2 separate regions of the Mus musculus genome follow, and region 2 is linked to region 1. A link is a contact called in public HiChIP or PLAC-seq data. All regions are on one chromosome and are shown on one strand. Each heading gives the region's core, a stretch centred on a gene start, on an enhancer-like site or on the middle of the called end of the contact. The rest is flanking DNA. Distances are from core to core; before and after follow the strand shown. Region 1 holds the start of Slc15a1 (solute carrier family 15 (oligopeptide transporter), member 1). Region 2 has its middle 33 kb from the start of Dock9.

Evidence for each region. HiChIP or PLAC-seq counts read pairs in DNA pulled down with a chosen protein or histone mark.
Region 2: a contact with region 1 is called in an H3K27ac HiChIP or PLAC-seq map of embryonic stem cells, with 5 read pairs. The contact joins the enhancer-like site here to the promoter of Slc15a1 in region 1. A contact is called at or near these places in 2 of 484 Hi-C or Micro-C datasets (both in embryonic stem cells), 1 of 115 datasets of contacts at active chromatin or transcription factors (embryonic stem cells) and 2 of 9 other capture datasets (embryonic stem cells and liver).

Annotation. Positions count from the first base shown.
Region 1 is chr14:121,500,414-121,508,333 of GRCm38.p6, reverse strand. It overlaps Slc15a1 (solute carrier family 15 (oligopeptide transporter), member 1), which reads left to right and starts at 3,080. Exons shown (of 23, transcript NM_053079.2): 1 at 3,080-3,115. The coding sequence starts at 3,112.
Region 2 is chr14:121,727,470-121,735,389 of GRCm38.p6, reverse strand. It overlaps a transcript of Dock9 not described here. Among named protein-coding and RNA genes, the nearest start is that of Dock9, 33 kb to the right of the region's middle. Within about 2 kb of position 3,014, at least 116 of the 459 cell types and tissues checked have an H3K27ac peak or open chromatin away from gene starts, as enhancers often do. A contact at or near this core is called in embryonic stem cells, where this site is marked.

The DNA of each region.
Region 1 (7,920 bases), core at 1,831-4,330:
TTCACAGTAGCAGGTCATTACATAAAGTTTAGAGCTAATACATCTTGATACAGAAGCATAATTTTGTTATTTACAATTACAGAGGTTAATTTCTATAAGAACAAATGACAAGACAGTAGTTGCTGTGAAAGCAAGCAGCCCCAGAAGATCCAAGAAGTGTCTAGAGCACAAATCAGTGGAGGTGGGAAGTAGACTGGTAGTTAGCTGGGGCTTGGGGAAATGGGATTATTGGCAGTGGTGGCACCATATATAGGGCTTCTTCTGGGGTAATGAAAATGTTCTAAAGTCAACTGAGGTGACAGTTGTACAGCTCTATAAATATACCTAAAACACTGTCTGGTACATAAATGAAATATTTTAATTTACTTCTTTAAGAATTTCAAACAAGAATAGTGTATTTATTTATATCATCCCTCTCTCTCTTATCCCCCCATTCATGACCTCTCTTCTATAACTATCATTACATGTGTGCACATGAGTACATGCATGTGTGTGCATGTGTGTATTCGTATGTGCATGTTTGTGTAACATACAAAGAGATTCAGCCTACTGAGTCTGGTCTCTTATTGGTTTTGGAAACTTCATATTTTGGAAGTGGACTAGTACGTTCTTGTGACATTCATTGTCTTTCCCCTTAATTTGTTAGGGACAGGAATTTTCCAGAATCAGTATTATGACTGTCTTGGCCTCTTCTGTCTAGGGCATGATGTCACGTCTTATTCTTGGTGAGGTTGACCTGGGCCACTTGGTCAAGATGGTATCAAGTTATGACTTTTCTCTTTAAAGTCAACATCTTAGGGAGGTGAAGCTAAGGTAAAGAATTGTTAGTGGTGAGCTATCGCGTGTGACAGACAGCTTGGGCCTGTTTCTCAGCAACATCTCCCCAGATGCGTTTTCCTCAGACCAAATGACTTTGCTTTCCTAATGCTTCAAATTCCCCTCCTCAACCTCCCCAGAGCTGATGTCCTTAGAGGAGAGAGAGGCAGAGGCTGTGTGAAGATGAAGTAGTGGCCGCAGCAGGGACCACAGGTATCATCAGGAGCTGGCAGATGCCAGAAAGGATCCTCCCTGGAGCTCTCAGAGGGAGCACAGGGCCCTGCCTGGTTAATACTTCTGCCTCCAGAACCAGGAGATGGTACCATTCTGGTATTTTTAAGCTGCTGAACCTTTTGATCTGTTAGAGAAGCTAAGACCTGGAAGAGTGAGGTCAAAGAAGAGGCCCACACAGTGTGACTCTCAGTGTAGAGGACATAGACTCCCAGATCTGCTGTCCTCACCCAGCACCAAGGAGCAACCCAGCCTGCAGGACACAGAACACATGCTCGGTGGACATAGGACCATGCTGTTTCCGTTTGTCCGGTGCACAGGCCCTAGCACTTGACCGTGGAGGTGATAAATGAGCCCTGCTCCAGTGAGGGTAAGCAGAAGAGACACAGCACAGGCCTCCTGAGCACCAAGTCACCAGCTGCTGTCCGGGGCCCCAGAGTTTCTGATTCCGTGCATGAATGGGGTAGATGTTGATAATGAATCAGGACCACACTGGAAACCTGATTGCAAGCCGGAGTGCTTCCACGGACATCCTAAGATGTGCGAAGCTTATGACCTCAACAACACAAAGTTCACCCTGCAGAGGAAACAACCAAAGGAAACCTCACCTCTCTGTCGCCACCACTGGCCAGCACCCGGTGTCTGCTCTCCCTTCCCATTGGCCAAGGCAACACCTCCCACCTTATGCAGTCACTAATCTTTCAGCGAACTCAGCTGTTACCCTGGGAGTAGCAACAGTTCAAGGGTAAAAGGAGCGTCTTCCTCCCAAAAGTCAGGGAAGGCAGGGCCGCTGCCTTTGAGAAAGGGCTTCCTGTGCTCCACCCCCACCCCCACCTCCCAGCAGGGTGGCTGGGAGTTCCTAAGGGCAGGTGATTGAATAAACAAAGCGAATGTGGAAGACTCATCAACCCTTAAAGGGTGTTCTGACCCATGCAAGAATATGGCTGAGCCTGGAGAACACTTTGCTAACTGGAAGAAGCCACAGAACAGAGGATCTGCACAGTCTGCCCACACAAGACACCTGGTGGTCGGGGTGGGGGTGTCTGACTCAAGAAGTAAAGTATTGACAACCAGAGACTGGGGAAGCCACGGCAGAGCTGTTGTTTAAAGGCCACGGAGCTTCAGCTTGGAAGATGAAGTTCTGTAGCCGGGACGATGTTGGTGAATGTACTTAATGCTCAGGATGGTCACTGAATACTGTATACATCACACGGACAAAGACAACTGTGGGGTGTGAGAGGGATAACTGAGCACTGGGGAGGAAGAAACAGAGAAATTGAGATGGTAGATGAGCTGAGGCTGGGGAGGCAGTCTCTTTCTCAATAAATAAATGAATAAATAAACAAATGATTGAAACCCATTTTCATGTCCCATCTTTAATGCTCCCCTGTAAACATCCAGAGCCTTAACTTCTTCAAGGCTGACCAGAAAGCAGAAAAATGGCCAGGCCAAGTATTACAATCTTGTAATCGCAGAGCTGGGGAGGAGAGATGCAGGAGGGTCAGGACGCTAGGTCTCTGGCTGCACAGCAAGTTCAAGGACACAGACACAAACTGCTATAGTCCCTTTATGCTTCCCCAAACAAGGTAGAGCGGTTCTCTGAGCTGTTGTTTGTTAAGTGGGATCCCAGCGGCGGCCCAAGCCCTTTAGACTGCCAAACATGCAAGTCCTGCTTTCTTGACTCAGTAAGTCCTAGCATGGTGCCTGGCGACCCGCTTATCAACCACAGATCAACCGGATCAATCAAGCCTCCTAGTGACCACTCACAAAGGGAGTCCGTGGCCCCAGATCCCTGCCACCACCTCCCCCTACGCCCACCCCGTTACTTGGGACAGCTTCATCTGTCCTGCTCCAGAGGGTCTGGGACCAGCGTCCTAGGGACAGGTATCCTGCAGCAGGGTTAAGCGATGTTAGCCTCGGTTCCTTCAAGGGTGGAGCCCAGCCGGCCCCGCCTTGCACTCCTACAGTCACACAGGTAGCCAGCTGGGCAGGGCCTGGAAACAAAGTAAGGGAGGCTGAACTCCTGCTTGCCAGTCGCCCGTCCGGAGCCTTGGAGCCACCACAATGGGTACGTGAGCACGGGCAGCTGGGGCGGGGTCGTCGGGATCAGGGACACTTCTGTCGCAGGGAGATTGCGGAGCAGGTGCCACCGGGGGATAGGGAACGACTCCTCACTGGCCGCAGGGAACCGACTGGTTGGAGGCTGGAAACCTGGGCAGGAGGTAGCCACTCTTGACGTTTCCTCCGAGGTGGTCAGACGCCAAGGTTGGGGGAATAAACGCACTACTCTCCGCCCTCCTACCTCTTAGACTCTCGGGTTTTCATTCTCTCGGTGCCAAGTGTCTGTGGCCTTGGAGTTGAGTGCTTTCTGCCGGTGATGGCAGGAAGGGCGTACTGGGGGCCTCAGGGCGCAACATGGAACTTTGGTTCTGTGCTTGCCTCTAGCAAAGAGGGTGACCCTGGAATTCTCATGGGAATCCCTGGCGCCTCTCTGTACCGTTCCTGGTTCTACTGCTGTCCTCAGAAAAGGCACACGAGACGAGAGTAGGAGTATCAGCCTATGAACTAAGAGGCAGCTCGGTGCCTGCCCTGCTTCAAAGTAAGCTGCCTCTGGGAGTAACTTAGAACCACAGACCTTGAGGCCACCGGTCCCCCTAAAGCTGGGGTAACAAGCTGACTCCCCCAAAATTCCGCTTTGATGGCCAACCCCTGCTTCTCGGGCTTCATGGACACTGGCAGCAGAGCTCCAGCTTGGTCTCCCTGCATCGTGTTCATGTTGCCCCTTGCTAGCCTTTTGTTCCTGCCTCAGTACAGAGCGCCCATGGGGGCCTGGTGACCCCCTGGGTCACAGCAGGAGTTTGAGAAGTAGCAGCAAGGGAGTGAGTCACACCTTGAACTTTGGCTGTAGCAAATTGCTGTTCGGAACAGATTTCTCATGTCATTTGAGATGAACAGCATCAGACTACATACTGCACCCAGCTTCTAAGAGGGGCTCCGGATCCCCCTCCCGGCTGCCGCTTGTACCTTGCAGAGAGCCGCCTTAAGATGCTTGTATTGGACTCTGATGCCAGGTCCCCAAGTTACCACAGGATCTGCTTTGTGTGAGATGCATTTTGCCCTTCTAACAGATAGCTCTGGTGGGAAGAAAAGAATACAGAACTGTTGGACGCATAGTGTTCCAAAGCAATGGGTGTTTCCTTATTGAACTAACTGGTCCTCTGCTGGAGTTTTGCTTGGCATGGGAATAGGGACCAGTGACTTGTAATCAAATCAGGCTTTGATTTGTGGATGTCTCAGCTTTTCAATATCAAGAGCAAGGAAATGGAAAAGATAATTAAAAGTTATAGTGACTCCCCCTGGTGAAAACAATGGTTGGCAGTTAGAGCTCGTCAGAATTGTTTCAGGTGCCATGTGATAGACTGTAACCCTAGGAATACTTGTGGAATGGAAGGAGCAGGAAGCAGTTCTTAGAGAAATGGGTGCCCTGAGCCACTGACTTCCTCCTGTGTGGTTCATGCCAGGGACCTCACTCCCCCTGGGAATCCAGGGGACGAAGTAATGAATGACTAGGAAGGAGAGAGACAGACATGGCACCCACAGACTATGCAGTAAATGGGATGTGGGCACCCATGACTGAACCTAAACACCCATGGTTGAAATCTTAAATTTTGACTTTTTTTTTTTAAGATTTATTTATTTATTTTATGTATGTGAGTACACTGTAGCTGTACAGATGGTTGTAAGCCTTCATGTGGTTGTTGGGAATTGAATTTTTTTGGACCTCTGCTGGCTCCGGTTAACCCCACGTGCTCAGTCCCTGCTTGCTCAGGATATTATACATAAGTACACTGTAGCTGACTTCAGATGCACCAGAAGAGGACGTCAGATACCTTTACGGATGGTTGTGAGTCACCATGTGGTTGCTGGGATTTGAACTCTCGTCCTTCGGAAGAGCAGTCAGTGCTCTTACCCGCTGAGCCATCTCGCCAGCCCATTTGACTTGTTTTTAAGTAGAGACCAGCACTCTCCTGGGCTCTGTCCTTGGTGTAGAAGCAACCTCAGACACTCAGTAAACATGTAGGTGGAGCTGTCCCAATAAAACCAGTTACAGGTGTTGATGTCAACTTGTGTATGGTTCCTTTTCACCTTTAATTGTCTTTTTTAAAAAATATTCCTTTTAAATTTTTATTGAATTTTATTTACTGATTGTGTATGTGTGTGTGCACATACCAGAGCCATCTTTGTTTTTGAGACAAAGTCTTATTCTGTAGCTCAGGCTGGTTGAGACCTGAACTATGCAGCCCAGACTAGCCTCAAACTCATAGCAATCCTCCTGCTTCAACCTTCCAAGTGTTGAGATTACAAGTGTGAGCCAACACACCTGGCATTTATATATTTCTCTATGTGCTCACAAAACAGCCTTCAATCTTTTCAATTATTTAAAAACAATATATATCACTCTTGGCTCCTGAGCTGGAGGCAGCCCCGAGCCTCTGAACTTTGCCTGAAGATATGGGTGATGAAAGAGAGGCTGTTGGCTCACTGATCTCTTGGGCTGTCTGCTGGAAAGAAGTCTCTGAATAACAAAAACTCTCCCAGGCTGGGAGAGGCCTCAAGGAGGAGAGAGCAGCCACAGCACCTTTGGGAGGCTGAGGAGACTTTCATTAAAGCTTTCTAAGACATAATCTCTTTCCTGTTATTAAATTCCTCTTATTTAAAACTTAGCAAAAGGCTGTGCTGGGTTTGATGGGGCTAAAATACACATTTCACACTCTAGCCTCGAAAACTATGGCTGCTGTTCCCTCAAGTACTTGACTCTGAGGACTGGGTACAAGAGTCAAGTTCCTTGAAGGAAACTCCCTTCCAGCTCCCAGGGCTGAGAAGTCGGCTTCCTTAGCAAATCATGCTCTGCTGCATGCCTTCCTCTGATCTCAGCCTTGTTTATGTGCCTTGGGAGTGTCTCCAAGTCATCCTCTTGCTTGGGTGTGAAAAGATGAGCCAGCCTTGCAGGTGCCTCCCTCCCGGCCATTTAAAAGTCCTTCCCTATTCTCAATCAAAGTGCAGGGCCAAAGTGCCCAGGAAACTGGTGTCCTGCTCCAACCTGGGAGTGAGCCATGGGCTGCCAGTATCCCTTGGAGACTTGGAAATGGGAGCTGAGGCCTGGCTCTTGCTGACAATCTCTAAGTTCACTTTTATCTTCTTGTTTGTTTATTTTGAGATGACAGAATCATGATTCTAATGCTTCATAGCTGAAAAATGATCTTAAACTTCTGATCTTCTTGCTTCTGCTTCCCAACTGTTGGGATTATAGATGTGCACCACCCATTTTGTGTGGTGTGCACAATCAAATCCAAGACTTTGCCCATGCTAAGCAAGCATAATGCCAATTGTGCTCCATCCCTAGACTGGCTTCTGTCTTGAGCACACACCCCATCTCCTAGATGAATACTACCCCTAGGGTCCTGGCTCTGTGGGAGTGGGGTGTGGGAGCCAAGGATTGTCATGTTCATAGTGTCCTGGCTGCTGGCCCTAGCACCATACTCTGAGAATAACAGCTTACAGTGACTCTGAGTGATCATAACTGACAACACTTTCTCCTCCTTGTTCCCTTACCCATGTCAAAACGTTGCTATCTTGGTCTAGAAATTAGACTGTGGTAATCGGTAATAATTAGTCCAGCCTGCCCCTGGGTACATACGGGTATGTGTCTGTTGTGATGGGTAGATTTGTGGCTGTTTGAAAAATGGCGGTAGAGACAGGGAGAATCAAAGTGAAGTTCTGACCCTCTGGGGCTGGCAGAGTGGACCTAAAGTCCCTGTTTATCCAGATGTTCACTCCCTATGGAAGGCCATAGAATAATCCTACATCCTCAGGGCAGAATCCAAAACTCGTAGAAACACTTCCTCTTGGTTGTTGTTGAGGTAAACGAGACCACACAAAGCAGCCATAAATATGGAGTCATTCCCCTAAGCTGTGGTGCTGCTGTTCACACTTCCACAGCATCTCTAGGTGGAAGAGAATCTTTTCTCAATTTCTTGGATTTTCTGATTTTTAACTTCCCTACGGCTCTTGAAATCACTGAAGCATCCCACAAAGTGCAGAGAACAAATAGATCAAGCACCTATGCATTTGGCTTGTCTAGCTTCCAGGAGAGTTCCCCTGCAGAAGGGCAGGCTCCCATTCTTTCCTCTAAGGAGAACCACTCTGGATGGAATGGCCGGGTACCATCTGTTAGTAGAAGCTGGGACTGCTCAACCCCCCTGTGTTCTCACTCTGGGCCCAGAGCTCCATTACACAATAGCAAGTGGAGTCTGTCCCTTGCAGGAGGGAAAGTGGGTAGGTGTCTCAGGTGAGCTGATAAGGAAACGAAAACAAGGGTGACTTCTGAGGGACATCTTCACATTCCTCCCTGATGACAGAGAACAGGCCAGTGTTACCAGGAGCCAGTGACAAGGACCGACTCATAGATCCTGTAATGCTGTGGTTGCAACACAAGGAACCAGAGAATCTCTGTTTTGTAACTTTGTCCTTTGGTTTACAAGCACAGCTGCTACTGGCTGGCAGGACAGAGCTAAAGCACATGCCAGCAGTTAGAAAATGCTTTTGCTGGGCCTGGAGGATGCCCCAGAGTGAAGAGTGCTTTGCTACTCTTCCAGAGGACCTGTCTGATTCCTAGCATCCACATAGAGTGGTTTACAGCCTCCTTTAGTTCCAGCTCCAAGGGCTCTACCAGCATCTTCTGGCACCTTTGGGCACCTGCACTCACATTGTATACACACAAACACACATATGCTTGTGAGACACACACACACACACACACACACACACACACACACACACACACACACACAATATAATGAATCTTTAAACAGA
Region 2 (7,920 bases), core at 1,765-4,264, 230 kb before region 1:
ACTTCCTCGATGTGTGACTGCGGGCGTCATCTGTCTGCTCCTCGTTCTCATCTGCTCTTTATCTTCTGAATTCAGATAAAATGGTACTTATCGCAGGGTAGTAAGTGACTGACTTGTCCGAGGCTCTCAGGGTGGGCCCCGTTGTGCCAATTGTAAGCAGTTGCATAGTTGCTGTTGTTTTTCTGTTTTTTTTTTGTTTTTTGTTTTTATCTTCTTTATGACAAGCCTGGAGAGAAATCTCTTCTCACCATATTCCTAATGATTGTGTTTTCCTGAGTAACAACTGCATAAGTGTGTTTATGTGGGGGTGGAGGGTGGTTTGAGATAGGGTCTCTTAGGCTGGCCTGGAACTTGGTATGATTCAAATTTCACTTGCTTCCTAAGTGCTGTTTTAAAGGCATGTGCCACCATTCCAAACTTGCTTTGATTTCCTTGCCTCGCCTTGCCTTGCCTTGCCTTTTCTCTCCTCTCCTCCCCTCCCCTCCCCTCCCCTCCCCTCTCCTCTTCTTTCTTTCTTTCTTTCTTTCTTTCTTTCTTTCTTTCTTTCTTTCCTTCCTTCCTTCCTTCCTTCCTTCCTTCCTTCCTTTCTTTCTTTCTTTCTTTCTTTCTTTCTTTCTTTCTTTCTTTCTTTCTTTCTTTCTTTCTTTCTTAAGACAGGGTCTCATTATGGAGCTTTGGTTAACCTGAAATTCTTAGTGTAGACCAGGCTGGGCTCAAATTCACAGAGATCCACTTGCCTCTACCTCCTGAGATCTGGAATTAAAGGTGTGCACCACCACACCTGGCTACTTTTTTGAAGTTGATAGGGTTTCAGACTTCTGAGAGACCCTCTCTACTCTGACAGGTACAAGTACCGGAAGGACTTTTAACCGATTAAGTCTTGCTTCTTGTTTCATGGTTGTCATTTGTGACAGTACGCCTGGTCCCATCTGCTTATTTTGATCTTATGTGTGTGAGTCACTTTTGGAATAAGGCAGTATGTAAATCAGCAAGCAGAGAGCTATATGGTGAAGAGGGGCCTCCCTGTGATCATCAAGAGAAGCAAGTCAAGCGCAGATGTTTGAGTGCAGTCTCCAGCTTTGTAAGGTTGGGGAATGTAAAGTGTCTACAGGAAGGTTCTGTTTATATTTAAACGACGAGGGATCCTCTCCATTTACCCTGGAAAACGAACCTATCTGGTAAGTGTAGAATGATTGAAGTTCAAGTCAGTCTGTCTGTCTGTCTATCTATCTGTGTGGTTGTACATGTGTGTCCTGGAGTACCTGTATATATGTGTGGAGACCAGAGCACAGCCTTTGGATGCTTTTCTTAGGCTCCATCTATGTTATGGTTTGTTTTATGAGAGTGTCTCACACCAGCCTGGAATTTGCAGAGTACCTAAGGCTAGCTGGCAACTCTCAGGAATATGTCTGTCTCTAACTGCCAGCTCTGGAACTACAAGTGCATGCCATTGTATGTGTATTCGTGTGTGTGTGTATGTGTGTGCGTGCACACACGTGCACGCGTGCGTGCATGTGCGTACGAGTGCGGGTGTGCGAGTGTGTTCTGGGTATGACACTGCTTCCGGGTTCCTCTGCTTCCATCTAAGACCTTTCCCTAGTCTTCCCATTTAAATGTTGACTGCCAGTTCTAGCACAATTGATGTGGAAGATTGAGTTGGGATCTCATTCTTGAGTATAGATTTTTCCTCGGGATTTTTGCTTTACAGAGTAATTGGACGTATTAGCTCAGTGCATTGGGAGTTTGTCCTGATTGCTTGTTCTTGCTGGACAAGCGGCAGCCCTGGAGATGCTCACATCCAGGCTGCTGTAGCTGATGTGAGGGTGGCACATAGGTTGTCTGGCAGGAGGCCAGTCCATCTAAACCTTCCACTGCAGGGAAAGCTCGTAAGCTGAAGCAGACATTGCCAGTTCCACTTTCTTCCTCTGAGAAAGTCCCATTCTGCTCAAGGCCAGCACTGTCAAGTTTGACTTCCTTTCTGTAGTTGTGGGAGAAGTAAACACCTCTTGTGTTGCTGTGTGTGATATATTGTGTTTCTGCTGATCATAGCTGAGGGAAAGAGAGGCTGGTCAGTTAGAACCGGATTGCTGCTGCATACCGGGAGTAAGGGCACAAAGGAAGAAAAAAAAAACGACTAGTCTTCAATTTTTCTTGGTGTGTGTGTGTGTGTGTGTGTGTGCACGCTCGCGTGAACACGTGCGTGTGTGTACCTGTGTGTACATGTACTTCTGCTGCACACATGGAGGCTAGAGGAAATCTTTGGTGCCATTCTCAGGAACACTGTACACTTCATTTGAGACAGGTTCTCTCCTTGGCCCAGAGCTCACTGCTAAGGCCAGACTGGCCAGCGAGCCTGTCTCTAACCCCTCAGTGCTAATTACAAGTGCACCTGCCATTTTTATGTGGTTCTTAGGGATTGAACTCAGGTCCTACTTGAAGGGCCTTTGTTGACTGAGCCGTCTCTCCAGACCCTTGAGTTTCTTTCATTATGTATATCATTTATTATCATGTTATTTATATCCCATTATCATACTGGGATAATGCAACTCTTTATTTTGCTCATTGTAAATTTAATATTTTAGTTTTTGTCCCTACTACCTTAAAATTGAAGTTTTTTTCATGGTTAAACTAGTATAGAATTTAGCCTTTCATAGCATCAAGATTTTTCTGAGTACTTAACTTCCTTCAGACTTGGTCCTTTCTAGTTCTTACAAAAACCATTGACTGTGAAGGTCTTTTGACTTGTATGCTAATTAACAGCCATTTGACATTGGATACTGTTCGAAGAGCACAGAATAGATGACACCCTTCTCTTTTGTGTCTGTATATATCTTTGGGATGGGGTGCATTGAACTAGGGGGCAGGCAGAAGGTGTAAATGCAAAATGGTGGTGTGTTAAAGAGCTTGAGGCATTTGGGAAGAGTAAAAGCTGGGCTTTGTTGTAATTGTTCTTCAGTAATACCCTCTGCCTGCCTTGCTGCATCTGGTGGGAGGAGCCTCGTGGCTTTCCGGTGTTGGGGCACCCACCAACGCCTCAGCACTGCCTGCAAGGTTCCAGCGCTCGCTGCAGGACCTTGGCTGTGGATAGTTTGTTTTCCGTGTTCCTTCAGTGCCTTTCCTCATGATGCTCAGTGGATTCAACTCTCTGTTTAGATCACTGCAGTGAGTTGGGCTGATGTTTTCGAGGCGCAGTTGGCTCTCAGTCTGAGTTTCCCCCTGCATCTTAGCTGTGGGTACTCTGCTGTGTAGTTGCAACTGCTTGGCCATGCAGCCTTCATTCAGCAGAGAAAGAGGGGGCAGGACCTGTCTGCTGCAGAGGAGGAAAGGGCGGGACCTGCTTACTACAGAGGAGGAGGGGGCGGGACCTGTTTACTACAGAGGAGGAGGGGCTGGACCTATCAACTACAGAGGAGGAGGGATATGACCTGTCTGCAGAGGAGGAGGGGGCGGGATCTATCAACTGTAGAGGAAGACGGGGAGGGGCTTATTTATTTCAGAAAAAGATGAGGCAGGAACTGTCTGCAGTGGAGGAGGGGCGGGTCCTAACAAACTGCAGAGGAAGAAGGGAGGGGTGGGACTTGTCTGTTGGAGAAGAGGTGGGGATGGGACCTGTCTGCTGCAGAGGAAGAAGGGCAGAACCTGCCTGCTGCAGAGTGGGGAGAGGGCGGGGCCTGTCTACTGCAGAGGAAGACCTGCTCCAAGGCTTCATCAGTATGCACCATTTTACTTAACAGTGAGATTTATTTATTTTAGCACTCATTAAACTATAACAGGCAGAAAACACTGATTGTGGAAATTGAGAGCCTTATGTCCACTGTACAGAGAAAACGATTGGTATAAATATCTCAAGACAAAATATTTCAGGGTATCATCCATATATATAGATCACAGATATGCTCATTAAAAAAAGCATTGATGTTAGTAGGGTCTCAATTGTGTCTTTCTCTGCCCCACCAGATTCATATACCTGTTCTGTGCCTTTGCCACCAGAGCCAGCTCTATCGTGTTGCCCAGGCAAGGTGTAGGGCTCCCTCTCCAGAGTTCTGCAGCTAGAAAGGAGCAGGGCCACCTCTCTGGCTCTTGACCTTGGAGGATGTTCACCCGCCTGCTGCAGGCATTGAGGGGTGAGGTGGGGGGAGAGCTTCTCTTCCCTGCCCCTACCACCCTACAGCAGATGAGAGGCGGGGTCAGCTTCCCACTCTCACACCCTCTGGTCAGCCCACCCACTCCCCTGCAGTCAGGGTCAGCTCTACTGTGTTACCCAGGCAAGGGGTGGGGCCATATCAGCACAGTGCCTCAGGCAGCCATCCAGACCAAGGATATCTGCATGGGCTTTGATCTCAACTGCCATAAGACCTTGGACCTAGATTTACACCCCCCCCCCCCCCGACCCCCACCCCTGCAGCAGCATGGCCCTCAGATATCCCACATAGTCTCTGGTGGCAGCCCAGCCCAGATATCTGCTTGGCTTTTGGTGGTAACTCGGGCCACAGACATTGACACAGATGCCAGCTGCAACAGGACGGCCGACCCATACTTGGGCCTTGGTGGCAGGTACCTGGATGCCTTTCTTCCAGCCACTTCAGGGGCCAGTGGAACCAGGGCTGGCATTTGGGGCCACATCTCATTCTTAATAGTGTTTCATCTTATGTATGCAACATTTTGTGTTTATGTATTCATTTACTCATTCATTCATTCATGTTTTTTGAGACAGGGTTTCTTTGTGTAGCTTGACTGTCCTGGAACTTGCTCTGTAGACCAGGCTGATCTTGAACTCACAGGGATCCTTCTGCCTCTGCCTCCCAAGTGCTGGGAAATTTTTCATTTATTTTTATTTTATGTGCATTGGTTGGTGTCTTGCCTGCATGCATGTCTGTGTGAGGGTTCAGATGGCCTGGAACTGGAGTTACAGTTGTGAGCTGCTGTGTAGGTGCTGAACATGGAACCTGGGTCGTTTGGAAAAGCAGCCAGTGCTCTTAACCTCTGTGCCATCTCTCCAGCCCTGGAACATTTCATTTAATCAGTACTCATGATTGCTCCCCACCCCCCACTCCCATTATGGTAAGCATCCTTATATACGTGTTGTACATGCTTATCAGATTGCTTTTGTTGCTTCTAGACCTGGAATAGTTAGATCAGGGAATACTTACTTTTTTTTTTTTTTCCTCGAGAGGGTTTCTCTGTGTAGCCTTGGCTATCCTGGAACTCACGCTGAGGACCAGGCTGGCCTCGAACTCAGAAATTTGCCTGCCTCTGCCTTGCAAGTGCTGGGATTAAAGGCGTACGCCACCACGCCCGGCGGAATACTTACTTTTAAAGGGTCTTGGTCTATATTGTGGATTGTTTGGCAGAAAATAAGGAGTTTAAAAAAATTCAAGAGAAGAGCTATTAGATGGCTCAGTGGGTAAGGGTGCTCGCCACCAAGCCTGATGATGTTAGTTCAATCCCCAGTGCCTACGTGGTGGAAGTTGATAATTGACTCATATCCTCTGACCTTCACGTCTGTGTTGTGGCATGTGCTCCTGTCTCTGTCCCCCTATAATAATGCGTTTAAAAACATTTCTCAAGGCAAGCAAGTTTGTGTTCTCCCCCTGTTGAAGGGTGGCCTTCAGTTTCGCCCTCTGTTCAGCTGCTGATGGGGTTCCCTGTTAATCAGATTGCAGAGACTTGGATCCTGGTCTGCTTTGGCGAGTACATCAGCCTTGGTCTAGCCTCTGCTTCTGGAAGCTTTAGCATTCTTCCATGTCCTGGGAGAATTCTGAAATGTTCCACTGAAAGGATGGAATGTGTTTGTTCTGGGAGGTCTTCGCCCTTTTAGGGCTGGGATGGCTGTTTCTTGCAGATTCAGAAGGAGAGAGCAGCAGACCCAAGGACAGAGGAGTGTAACCAGATGAGTGTGGTTGCTACTGCTCCACTCCAGCCCTGCCCTCTCTGCAGGGTGGGCGATCACATCGCTCTCCTCGCCTTGGAGAGCAGCTCTGGTTTTCTGGCTTTTTCAGAGGAGCATTTGTTGTTTTTATACAGAGACTATGTAATTATTGTAGAAAATTCAGAGATTAAAGAGAAACAAACAACCCATAACCCAGCAGGCTGGGAATCACCACCACTTAATGTGCAGTGTATTGCTTTGTAATGATTTTCTCTGCATGTGCAAATATTAAAAGTGGGATCATACTCTAGAAGTCTCTGATGTCCTTTTAACTTCTACTTTATTAGAAACAATTTCTTATATTCGGAACAGCTTTTAAAATATGATTAAATATATACATCATATATGTCCATTGTTAGGCATTACTATAATTTTTTAGATACTGCTGTTGTTAATACATTTAGATTGTTGTAAATTAGATTTACACCAAAGTACTGGGTGACTACACAGTTATTTTTGTAGGCCTGATTCATAAAAGTGAATTATTAAGGCAAGAAGGACTTTTCTTTCTTAAATTGTATTTTAAGACTGGTTTTCACTATGTAGCCCAGGCTAGCCTCAAACTTGTGCTCCTCATGCCTCGGCTTCTAGTGTGCTCTTGATAGAAGTGATTTTAAAAGTTTATTCTTTTTTTTTAATGCATTATTAGACCTTCATTTACACACACACACACACACACACACACACACACACACTCAACCCCACAGTCATGCACTGCTGCCCCTGGAGGCCAGAAAGAGGGTGTTGGATCCCCTGGAACTGGAGTTAGAGATGATTGTGAGCTGCCACGGGATGATAGGATCTAAACCTATGTCCTCTGGAAGAACATCAAGCGCTCTTAACCACTGACCCATCTCTCTAGACACAGAAGGAAGTTTTTAAAAAGCCTTTAATTCATAGCACTATATTTGTTTATTTGTTTACTTATTTTCCAGACATGGTTTTTTCTGTGTAGCTCTGTCTGTCCTGAGACTCATTCTGTAGACCAGGTTGGCTTCCAACTCTGAGATCCCCCTGCCTCTGACTCCTGAGTGCTTGGGATTAAAGCTGTGTGCCACCACTGCCTGGCTTTAATTAACTAATTTATTTTAAACAACATCCGTCTGTTTAGTGTGTGTGCGTGATCATGTACCCATGCATGCTTGTCAAGTGCACTGTGGAGCTCGGGGACAGTTTGTAGGAGTTGGCTTTCCTGTTTCACCACATGCAACCTGGCATTGAACTCACTGAACTTGACGGCAGTTGCCTTTACCTGCTCAGCCGTCTTACCAGCCTTTACTTCCTTATTTCTTGTTTCACTAACAAGATGTTGCGGGGGAGATGAACCTGCACACAGCCTTTTTCTCTGTAGCTTTGCCTATGACTTTTACGTGTAGATATTCTTGCCTGAGGTCAGATATTCACACGCTCTTTGGTTCCTAGGGTCTTTTGTCTATCTTCTTCCTTTTCTGTCTAGGGATCAGCAAATAATAACCTGTGGGTCAAATCTCTTCTCCCATTTGTTTTTATAAATAGCATTTTATTGTCCAGCTACTTTTTTGCTTATTTACACAGCAGTCTGGTGCTTTAGCAGTGGCGGAGTTGTGCTGTTAAGACAGACACTCATAATGCTTAGCAGTAGATTAAGAGCATTTGCTGGCTGGCCTCATAGAAGCTTGCTGTTCCAGTCGACTTCAGATATCCTTATGTGCATGCTTTAACTGAGATACTAATTGGATCCCTACTTCCCTACTCCCCCCCCCCACTCTCCACTTCCCCCAACCCTTGTGGAAAGCCCACTCCATACTCATTGTTACTCTCTCATGCATTGGTCTTTGCCTGCATGTACCAGAGAAGGCAGAGTTCTTACCCAACTCCCAGTTTAACTGCACTATAGAAAAAAAAACACACACACACATATATATATATGCATTTTATAAAAAAGATTTATTCATTTTATATATGTGAATACACTGTCACTGTCTTCAAATATACCAGAAGACAGCATCAGA